2 separate regions of the Bombyx mori genome follow, and region 2 is linked to region 1. Evidence: chromatin contacts called from public Hi-C data. All regions are on one chromosome and are shown on one strand. Each heading gives the region's core, a stretch centred on a gene start, on an enhancer-like site or on the middle of the called end of the contact. The rest is flanking DNA. Distances are from core to core; before and after follow the strand shown.

Evidence for each region. Hi-C and Micro-C count contacts between places; a contact is called where the count stands out from the background.
Region 2: a contact with region 1 is called in a Hi-C map of middle silk gland, with 1.8 times the contacts expected there. The contact joins the promoter of LOC101745629 here to the enhancer-like site in region 1. A contact is called at or near these places in 2 of 7 Hi-C or Micro-C datasets (middle silk gland and whole pupa).

Annotation. Positions count from the first base shown.
Region 1 is chr4:10,130,666-10,136,898 of ASM3026992v2, forward strand. No RefSeq gene overlaps it. Among protein-coding and RNA genes, the nearest start is that of LOC101743261, 25 kb to the right of the region's middle. Within about 2 kb of position 1,471, at least 1 of the 8 cell types and tissues checked has open chromatin away from gene starts, as enhancers often do.
Region 2 is chr4:10,397,806-10,403,779 of ASM3026992v2, forward strand. It overlaps LOC101745629 (homeotic protein spalt-major), which reads left to right and starts at 4,023. Exons shown (of 7, transcript XM_062668234.1): 1 at 4,023-4,228. The coding sequence starts at 4,186.

The DNA of each region.
Region 1 (6,233 bases), core at 221-2,720:
TCGGTAGGTACCACCACCCTGCCAATTTCTAGCGTGAAGCAGTAATGCGTTTCGGTTTGAAGGGTGGGGCAGCTATTGTAACTATACTTGAGACCTTAGAACTTATATCTCAAGGTGGGTGGCGCGTTTACGTTGTAGATGTCTACGGACTCCAGTAACAATTAACACCAGGTGAAATAATTCCCCGTCCTCCATAATTTGTTCTCTTCATAATTGTTATAAAGCATTAAATGTTTGTAGAAATCGAAGGCCGTCGTAATTGAAACGATTAGCACGCGAGGATTCAACAAAGCTTTGCGCGGGATGGTACCTTAACTGTTAGAGTATCCGTAACTGTCCACCAAATGAGGCCCCGCGTTCAGCATCTCAATCGGCACCGGCTTAAGACGCCATGCAAATTCAATTTCGTGCCCAAGCAATCGTACACGTAAGGCCAACCGAACATATTATTGCTGGATTTATCTTTATTGCAGTCGTAGAACACTCGAACTAACTTCGACTGTCGAACTTACGCCATTAGTGAAGACACCAAGATACAGGATTGTTTTGGTAGAGACCGAGTTGTAAGTCTTATTGCTCTTAGGACTGACATACTATTTGAATTGTTTAATCTAAGGTGCAAGTTTGGGTTAATTTACCATAGTAAAATGTCGATCCAAATACACACGAATCACATGTAAGTAGAACCCTTAATTTGAATTTTAAATTATTTATATTGTATTTAAAAAAATAAAGTAAAAATTAACTTAATATTAGGTATGGTTAGAGGAGCATGAAACTTTTCGTATTACTAGTGGTCCCGCAGTAGTCGAAATTCGACTTTAATCAATTGAAATGTTATGTTTAAAAATTATTATGGTTCTATTGTCAAATACTATTATACTTATATAATATAATCACATATTTCGCCAAAACTAAACTATACATAAATAATAATAAAGACAAACAATATTCACCTATTCTCAATTTGACCACAGACTTTAAACACTTGCAAAAGTTTGACAATTGACAATAAACAAAGAGTATATTTATATATATGTGTTGTGTCAAATATATGGTAGTGTGTGTACTGTTTTCTTTATTGATTTAATGTATCTTTTATACATTATTTAAAAATAAATAAAAATATTAGCATTGTGTACTTCTTCTCTATAATATTCTCTATAAGTGTGGAAAATTTCGTACTCCTCCGTCCGCGCAATTTTCGTAAAAAGGGATACAAATTTCACGTATTAATATATAGATTATTTATATTTTATATTTAAAAAAAATATAAGTAAAAATAAACTTACTATTGGGTACGCTTAGAGGAGCTTGAAACTTTTCGTATTATTACTTATCGCACAAAAGCTTGGATGTTTATAGTGACATTGTCAACACAGAATTCAATTTAGTATAGAACGGGCTCACAAAAAGCACATGAAGCAGTTCGTCGAGTGCTTGTCTGTTATGACATAATACGCGCAATCCCGGACCGTAATGCCGGTAACAGATAAAAAGACATCGCTGCCGGCTCTCCACAAAAGCAGACGTCACGGGTTAATCCACCCGTAAAATGTCCCAAATCGTCACAAAAAGCGGCGGACAAAAGTGTTGTTGTATAAACGTAAAATGAAATTTAATAAACATCGAACAATGGACCGGGTTGTAGTAGATATTTTGCGAAGATTCAGATAGCGAATGCGAGATAAGCTGGCAAAAGGTTCGCAAGCACTGCGTATATGTTTGATGTCGCCTCTCGTCGCCGAAGCGTGAACGGTTTAAGAGCAAAATTGCATGAGCATTGAGCGCTAGTGGCATCTGTTAACTGTGCACTCCGCACAAAAAGATACTTTTAATTTTGCAGATGGAATGTCATTGAACGATATTTTAATAGGAAAAAAAAAGACATAAGAGACAGTGCAGGGTGAAATGTGTTCTGTATTTGAATGGCGTCCAATTTTACGAATGACGCCGTAAAATCCACTATTAATCTGCTATAGCAACTCCAAACCAAATGAAAAAAAAAATGGAATAGTGTACTGATAGATGAAGTCACTGTACGTATGTATAGTATATAAGGCCAAAATAAAAAAAATACAAGAAAAAGAAAATCGTGTTCATTCAATTATCTTATTCTTATGTTTAGTAAAGCAAATTTCATTTCTGAATAATGAATTTCATTTAATCGCGCAATCGTTTCAGAAGTGTATTAGGAGATAAGTATCAAACGTTTCTATTTAACTTCTCTCCCGAGCGGAAATTCCCGGAGCGCCATATTGAAATGTTTATAATTAAATTACATAAAGACGAAGAAAATTAATTTCAGAGTGCGAAGTGGCGAGCGCCTCGGTCCCTGTGCCTCACGAGCACAAAAGCGGAAGCTCGCCTCAAAGGAGGCGCTGCCGTCGCTCAACAGATTTAATTTTCTAGATGTTTTTGGAAATTGCCGGGGAGTTGAATAATCGCGTTATAACTTAGCGGTATTAAATTTTACACGTTAAAGTGTTAATATTTCATTTTCAAGTTTAATTTAATTAATTCCAAAGTTAAGAGCTTCGGAACGGTATTGTTGAGTGAACATTCGACGATTTATCTCGGGATTTTCCATTGAAATATTTCTTTGCATTGTATTAGTTTAAATTGAAACCCATAAAATTCTGTTGTTTCTAAGTAATTTTGTTCTCACAGCCTTATGCCTCTGAGTACTTTTATAATATTTTTTTAAATTTCTAATTATGAATACTAGAATAAAATACGATTAATTTAAAACCAATGTTACTTAGAATTTGAGTTTAGTCTTTAATTATCTCAAGACCTATCGAATGGTTATATTCTCGTTTGAATCCGCTATCGAGGAGAGGTAGCTGAGTGGAGCTTCTCGCGACGAAACAAATTGATGTACCCAAATAATTATTAATGCCTCACGAAATTTAATTGGAAAAGTTGAATTTGTATCGTGCTCACGGCGTAGGTGAGCGATTTGAGCCGCGGGGCGGGCGCTGCGACTGTTTACGAGATAATTAATCTCAAAGTATTTACTGCTTTAATCGAGGCACTCCCGCTCGATGGGGAGCGAATAACTCTCGTATGTAATAACATTCTACGGCACAATGTACAAATCGTAAATTGAACAAATATGTATGTACTTGTGTATTACACTCATCTATTCTGTTAAATTTAATGTTACGTTTGAAAATAAATGTACCAAAAGTGATAATCAACAGCAAGCATAATCACACGATATTGTTATAAATTGCTAACAGTGTTTTAACGCAGCTACAAATCACTCAAGCATCACAAAACTTAATGTTGTTAAGAAAACTTTTAAACTTGTTCTTTCTATTCGACAAAAGATGTCGCTACTTATATAATCTCGAAGTTGAAACCATCAATAGTTCCAACTTTTACCACGCTAACAGCGCCACAATGCACGGAAAAATTGAAAATTGTATCTGCCAAAACTACGTTCGTGGATAAAAAGCCTGTTACGAGATTATAGTATTTGTATTAATTTATCTTACACAGTTTACAAGGTGAATGTTAATTTAGAAGTTTAGCTCCCAGTCGATCGCGATTGTCGTAGCGTAGCTGGTTTTGTTTGGCATAGCACAGCGCATGGGTCGTTTAAGCTAATTAACAATAGATCGAATCCGACTGCAGCAACAATGAAAAACGAAGAATAAATGTCAATTTCACAAACGACGAGGAGGGTTCGGCTTTAAATCGAATTCCGTATAATAATAGTAGCGCGCTCGAGTTGAATGCACTCGTGATAGTGAACGATATTTTATTGACTATTGATTGATTGAATTATGGATTTTTTTTTTCGTTTCATATTGTGGACGCGAATGTGCGTTTAATTAATTACTTAGTTATCGTACAGAAGGTCATTGAACTTATGAATATGAAAATTTGTATACAATAATAGCCTACATTGAAGGTGTCAGTTTTTGTAGGGCTGTCTAGACTAGCACCACGTGTCGTACAAGGTGACAAAGAGATTCACCGGATAATGGGCAGCAGCATACTCTGAGTATTATACCTTTTTTATTTTTTTTCCTGCCTAAGCTGATGGTTTTGAGAGACAATTGTAGCGTAGCCTTAACAAGTAGGTGAGCTCACGGGGCTCAAACTTGACGACGTTGCTAACACTAACCTACTACCTAACTAACACAGCAAGAGTAAGAGCAGTGCTTCACAGAACGTACCACCGGATCGGAAACGCGACCCACTGAGAAGATCCGGTGAGAAACTCAGTGGGCTTGATATATCGGTGTATTGCGGTCATTAAGCTGCGCTTACATATCCAAGGCCATACTGAAAGCTCGCAAGGATACTATCACAGTTGTTCCTAGTTCTATCGTGAAGCAGTCATGCGTTCGTGAAGAATGGTATCGTCGTTGTACAATGAATTTGAGACTTCGAGCTACTGTCTCAATGCTCTTAAGCTTTGGTTACCTTTTCACACTTGTTGGGCCATGAGGTACTTACTCGTTGAAGATTTTATTCAACTTTGGATCTTCATTTCACTAGAATAGAATGCACATTCTTTTGACTCACGCTTAGCTGCAATACATAAAATTACCTTCTGACATAATCTTGATTTGAATGAACATTTCAATCAAGAAGTAGAAACGGAATTCTGCAAGAAACACTTTTTGAAGACGTTTAATTTTGTGTTGGTCGTGAGGTCACAGCACAGTGAACTTGTCAGCGTAGTTGGAGTTATGGCAGTATTTAGAAGATCTGCTGTTTTATTATTTGGTTTATACCTATTAGTTGTTCTAAAAAGGCTTGTAAAGGCTTCGTAATATTTTAAGCTCACATATTATCACTATTAGACCTAAGAAGAAATGGATAGATTGTGTGAAAGACGATATGGGTAAGAGGGGAGTGAGCGAAGAAATGGTATATGATAGAAGGGTATGGAAGGAGAAAACATGTTGCGCCGACTCCAGGTGACTGGGAGAAGGGCAGGATAATGATGATGATGATGATTATCACTTTTGCAATCCATGAATTTCAGCTTAATTTTTGTCTAATATTTTTTTATATTTGTGTATTCGAAGTAAAGCTGTTGTATTCTTTGTACGAGGAGCACTGCTGCTTGAGATACAGGTTTTATCACCTAGTTCAAACACAGATGCACATTATGATTGTGTTTCTACTTTTATGTTAACAATAAATAAACAAAAATAAATAAAAACAGTAATTTGCGATGTACAGTAAGGGCAACTAAAGAGGTTATTTATTTGGCAATTATCCTCTTTACTATAAGTTACATTCAGTTTCAAGTACTTTTTGACAGACATTACCTATTTAAACCATCACTATTCTTTTTTAAAAATTAAATGCGACATCCAAATTCACGAATCTATTAAGCCGAAAGCCGAGTATGGAGTCTTGTTTTTGCAAGCGAGTCGTTAATTTTCGACTGCTTTTTTTTTAAATATCCACCCCGTAAAGTAATCCGTGCCATTTAGTCTCATAGAATCAGATGAGTTCCCTTGACCGTGGAGCCTGATTAAGATCACTGTATTCGTTCATTTAAACCGCAGACGGCTGCGTAGATTAAAAATGCTTTGCTTACGTAACTGAGTTACGGTAACATTTTATTTATGAAGTTCTCTGGGCTTGGTTACGTAGATTATGTCATCTGATTTCAGGCGTTTTTTTTATTGCTTAGATGATGGGACGAGCTCACAGCCCACCTGGTGTTAAGTGGTTACTGGAGCCCATAGACGTCTACAACGTAAATGCGCCACGCAACTTGAGACATAAGTTCTAAGGTCTCAGTTACATTGCGATTGTTGGAGACACATTAATGTTCACCTTCAGACATGAGCTCGCTTCGTTCAGAAGTTTCGTTGTCATTACAGTGACGGTCCAATGGAATGTAGTTACTGTCCATAGTCCAGAGTATATTTCTTGTAAGCATCTGATTTCTGCGTGTGCCTACACGAGTACCTAGCTCTAATTTTTATATTTTTGCCGTGAACCAGTTATATATTCCTATTTAAAGTGTGGGACAAGTGGGTTTAAAGTATATAATTCACACTTCGACGTTGTTTATCAAGGTGAGTGACGAAGCTCACTTAACACCAAATACGTCGTGGGCTTGTCTATGTGTCGACGGTTCTTCTGGTAGTACGAATTGTTGAGCTGGATTGGGGACATTAACTCTTTTCTTCAAATTACAAACCGAATTATCTCTAATCGTGTAATATCCTGTGATTTCGATATGTGATTAA
Region 2 (5,974 bases), core at 2,773-5,272, 270 kb after region 1:
AAAATTCAAACTAATTAACAATCAATATCCGCGTTATTAGATTCTCGATCGTTTTTTTTTTCTTTTTTTTTCTCTAATAAAAAAGTTCCAATAAACAAGGAATGACACTATAGAAACGTATCCGCCGATTGTGCTTAGTCGATGGCCCCACTGCATGACTTGCAGACTTCCAAATTGCTTCCCATCACACTAATATAGGACTCAGCGGGCACGGGAGCTAACATACGTTATATTTAATTTAGAACACAATGCGTAACAGTGTGATGCGCTTCATAAAAAGTTTAACTATCAGATTTTTTTTTAATATAGGCATGAACGTCGAATGAAACATCGTGTCGTATAGCCAAATCGTATCGTCATTGACTAAACAGAATTCCTATTTAAAAAAGTTCATCATTATTTATTATGAAATAATAGGACTGGTGTAAAATATAAAACTGTCTAGAACGATTACTTTATTTTTTTGAGTCGCAAATTATTTTGAAAATAAATGTTTATTTTAATGCAAATAAATAACATATTACCTGAATGATTTAACAAAATTGGGCGAAACATTTCGTGTTATTAGTATATATAGGTGCTATTAAAATTTTTGGCAGCAATTCTACTAACAATTTATGCTTATTTAGTGTGTTTTAATAAATTAAATAACAAACCAAGAGCAGCTTTATAACATTTTCTCTATTTTTAATGTTCACATTAATACAGAACATGGGTATGGGCAGTTTTATCTTTAGTTCATATATAAAAAAAAAGGATTTCTAGGATTATGTTACAGGAAATCGTATTAATCGATACACAATTTGACTTGATTTATTGGACCAGATTCGGTTCGCTCTGATTTAGAGAGGTCTAGTTTTATTTATGTATTTCTCAATCTAGACTAGGAGTTCAACTGTTATTGCACCTCTAGTGAGTCCGCACGGGTAGGTACCACCGCCCTGTCTATTTCTGCCGTGAAGCAGTAATGCGTTTCGGTTTGATGGGTGGGGCAGCCGCTGTAACTACTGAGACCTTAGAACTTATATCTCAAAGTAGATGGCGTATTTACGTTGTAGATGTCTATGGGCTCCAGTACTAGAGCTCACGCTCGTCCACCCATTTAAGCAATAAAAAAAATAAAAATAAAAATATTGATGATCACTACGTGAATATCGCTAGCTGCCAGTGTTGTATTCTATAAAGGTCGATATGCATGTGTCAAATCTTAAGCATTCGTGGAGTCGTATCGTAATGTTTCGCCTATTCTAACTCGTAGGGCCCGAGAAATGAAAACAGTTCGATTTGTATTGATCTACCTATGTAGTTACGGATGTTAGTGGCTAAAGATTCGTTACACGGCTACTACGTTTTATCTGTCCGAATGATTTATGTTAAATGTCAAAACAGGTCTGTTGTGTATTTCAAATTAGTATGTTTTTTGTTATATACGTACGTACAGTCATAAACAGAAATGTTTTGTTGCGACCTAGTTTTTTTTTTTCTAAGCACACCCTTTTAATATTTTTGTCTACGATTACAACATTATAATTCTAACAATAACTTGGTAGTTCAACGCGAGTGGCGGCATAGTGATTATAAACACCATTTGGAATAGGTCTATCCATTTAGTGAATAAATAAAGCGCTGTATTAGGACTGTCATTATATTTGCCTCGTCTCAATTCTTAAGATCGAGATATTGACACGAAAAACAATTAATTATTTAAAATCAAAATGAAAAGTTTATGGAAAGCAGATTCAATATCTTTGGGGAATCGATTAATACAATTTCGTGCAACACAATTCTGAACATCGAGGGGTGAAAGGCCTCTATATATTTGGTTTAAGGGAATTTTTGCAACTTTACAGGAGATACATTTAAAGTTTGAAATTTGGAAGAGACATCATAACAAAATAACTTCTTCAGCTATTTATTTGAGTAAAGTAAATTTAATTGATTCTATTGGTGGTAGGACCTCTTATGAGCCCGCACGGGTAGGTACCACCACCCTGCCTATTTCTGCCGTGAAGCAGTAATGCTTTTCGGTTTGAAAGGTGTGGCAGCCGTTGTAACTATACTGAGACTTATAACTTAAGTTGTAACTTATATCTCAAGGTGGGTGGCGCATTTACGTTGTAGATGTCTATGGGCTCCAATATTCACTAAACACCAGGTGAGCTCGTCCACCCATCTAAGCAATAAAAAAAAAGTTGAAAGTAGAAGTTAAATTAAAAACATCGAACTGTTGATGTTAATACCAAATAAAACTCATCTTTAATTACAAAGACTAATGTTGCGTATTAAGCGAACTGTCGCTTAAATAAAATAGCTTTTTACCCCTTGATATGATCTTACACTCAATAATATCGAAGTATGTATTAGTTCATTGACCTACCTGTGTTTAATAAAATGAAAATCTTAACTTTCCTTACGTAGATAAGTCACGGACTTACTGACGATGCTCCTACAATATTATTTTTATGCTTTGCCCATTTCTCGTAGTATATTTGTTCAATCACACTATTATCTTTAAGTACTCTTGTGTATAATATGTGTTAAAAAGCCTCATTATTCTAATCAACATTAACACACAAGTTCTGTTAAGATTAATTTTGTTAAAAAACTTTAAGAAACTAAAACTACAACAAATAAGAAAATGCATTAAACATTCAAAAAATATCAAAACGAGACTTACCTAAAGATAGTGTTCACACATCGAGTTCTACCATTGTCATTGACGATGCCCATAGGCAACGGTGATTAGGTTGGCCGCAATCTGATTATTATCTAGGTTACTTAAAATTATGAAATTATTAGGAAAATTATCAAATCAAATGATGTCACGTTTATAAATATTTCTTAATGGTTCGACCTGTTGCTTCAAATCAAAATTAGATAGTGTTTATTGATTTAATTAATTAATTAACAAAAATAAATCGTTTTTCTTAATTAGTAGATACATACCTATCTACTTTAATCAAGAAGTATCCTAGTTTTATTAACTATGTTATTAATTTTAAAAAAAATCATTAAAACTTAATTATTGTAAAAGAGATTTCAGTAGATACTAGGTACGTACAGACAAATCAGGTGAAAATTTATCAAAACAACTCACTCGTCAAAAATTATGTTTACGTGAATTTTATGAACATTACGTAATCAACCTTGAACCTTTAATACCATTTCGAATTAAATCGTTGGAATGGCGTACATACTAATAAATATTTAATTCTTAAAGTAAGTTTCTACATTACTAAAACTATTTGATATAAATTTATTTAAAAACGAATTAAATAGAAATTGTGCCTGATTGTACTTCACCAATAATTATTTCGTTTACCTCCCTGCATGTAGGTAGGTACATTAGGCCTGTCTGTATGCCTTGTCAGACATTAACTGGTTACTTACATATATAGATTTATTTTCAGTCTTATTTCTAATTTTTTTTTTCAATTCATTAATATTCTATCTATCTAATACTGATTGTCTAATATTTAACATAACATAAAATGAAGCACTTAATGTTGGTAAATATTACTTATAATTCTTTAGAATACGTAATCGCATAAATTTTCTTTAGTTTTGTCGTTATGTGAATTTACTAAAACTTAATTGAATATTAAATTAATTAATTGATATTAAGAATGAACTAGATCGAAAATAGATCGAACATAATAATAAACTAAATTAACATAAATCGTAGCATCTTATACATTTATGATGAACAGACAACATTATGTTATGAGATGGAAGTAGAAGTGGTGCATGTGGGAGGCTTCGCGGGGCGAGCGTCGTCCGCCATCTAGCGGGCGTCAACGCCGCCCACCGGCCGGCTCTCGGCGGACTCGCAAGTCGGTCACATGTCGCTTATGAATATGAGGCGTTATGATTATTAAAATATGCTCCGCCCCGAATATGGATTATGGAGGAGGGGGTCCGTATAGCGCGTGCGAATGGTAGAAGTTTGATTTATGAGCCGGGCGCAGCTCCGCCTCCCTGTCATAACCGTGTACCTGGTGCGCGCGCGCGCTCACCGCCCGCCGCCCGCCGCCGCCTCAAGCTCAGTCCCGCTTCAGATGGCGAATGGTGTGCCCGGCCGCACGCCGACACCGCCGCACGCATCGTACTTCGACCGAGCCGAGTAGAGGGCTCCGCGCGCGAGTGTTCCCTGCTCCTGCCATGCACCCGCGCTGAGGCCACAACATGCCGCGCGTTAAGCCAGCCTGCGTCCGCCGCGTCTCCATCGGTACTTACAACCTCCTCACTACCGAACATCCACCACGACACATCTACTCATCACACACACACTCGTTGGAGTGAGGACCAGTGAATAAGAATATTATGCGGAATATTTATTACGGTGTAATTCGGCTTTTTATTTGGTATTTAAAAATGTTTCAATTAGCCACTTTGAATTTCGTTGTTCATCGGAAAGTGAGCAATAAAATTTCTCACCGGCGCGGTGAGTACAGTGCAGTGAATTTAAAATTCTTTAACACAACAAATTTTAAAGTTTTACCAGTTTATCCAGGTACCGTAAAAAATAATGTATTTACGTAATTTTTTTGATTACAAACTAAATTGAAAATCGGGACATACAGTATATCGACCATTTATTAAAATAAGGAGAACTGATATGCCTACAATTTTCATTTTGCTATAGAACAAAACTAAGATGATTCAGTAAAATGATTGAATTTACTTTTATTCTTAACAATCTTCAGTGTATTTTCTTGCCTACTTTAAAGTGTACAATTTTCGAAATAGTACTTACATTTTGCGCAAACATTTTAAAAGTTTCAGTAAATTAATACTTATAACAGGCAATTCGAACAAAGAAACAAGCTGTAAATATACGAATAAGCTTTGAATGTTTGATATATTTTCATGATGACCAAGAATTATCTGGAGAAATACACAAATATTTCATATTGTTCTCTTCAAAATTTCAAAACATATAACTTTGATTTAGTTGAAATTTTTTTACACCTTAAGAATTAAAAAGGAAAACGTCTTCCCCTCGCCCTTCTGTGGAACAAAACTTACCTACCTCAATTTTCACTAAGCAGTTGACACGGAGCGACGGCCCAATCCTTTTGACTTGTATCTTTTATTTCCTTTTATTTATTTATTTAAAAGCTCCTTAATTATTTCTATGTAAATATTTTATTTAAATCAGTTTTGCAAATTAGTGACTAAGATATTTTTAGTCTAATTTAAATTGACACATACTCATATCAGTATCTGGGAACGTTTCAAATATTTTTATTTAGTTCCACATACATATTAATATTATACTGATTATGTACTTGATCTATTTTTAAACTGAGAGAATAATGTTTGTTTCAACTTCCTGTTCCGGTTCCGATTATTAATCACGAATTTTAGATATTTTTATTTTGTTTCAATTAACCGATCTATAACGGGTATAGTCAATTGAAAAGTATTTTGTTAGCGTTGAAAGTTATCATCGCTCATTAACGTTTTCAATTTATGACTTTAAAACTGGATTAATAGAATTTAAATATGTTATTTATTCGTCGATATTATTTCCTAATATGAAATTGGAATGCCTTCATTAAAGTCGAATAAAGAGCTGTCAAATTTTATTATAATGGCTGCCGCACGGACCCAGATATCGTTCTGTTGCCAGTTTTACGAGTTCTCTATAAAACATTTATTATGGTCATTTTATTCTACTAACGATTGAAATAACCTACCTATTCATATTCTTATGAAATACACATTGACTGTTTGTTTGTTCGACTAATAAATTTCAAAAAGTTGTTTAAAAAAAAGCAGAACAGGTTACATTTCTAAGTAAAATGAAAGATCGATATTCATATCGGCGTTCATTAACCTTGAATGAATTATACTAATACTGTTAACATATAAATTATAGACTTCAGAAAAAAAGATTAATAAACGACCATTTCGAACCTCTAATTGAAATATTTTAAAAGCATTCTTGTATGTAGATCGAAACCGCATA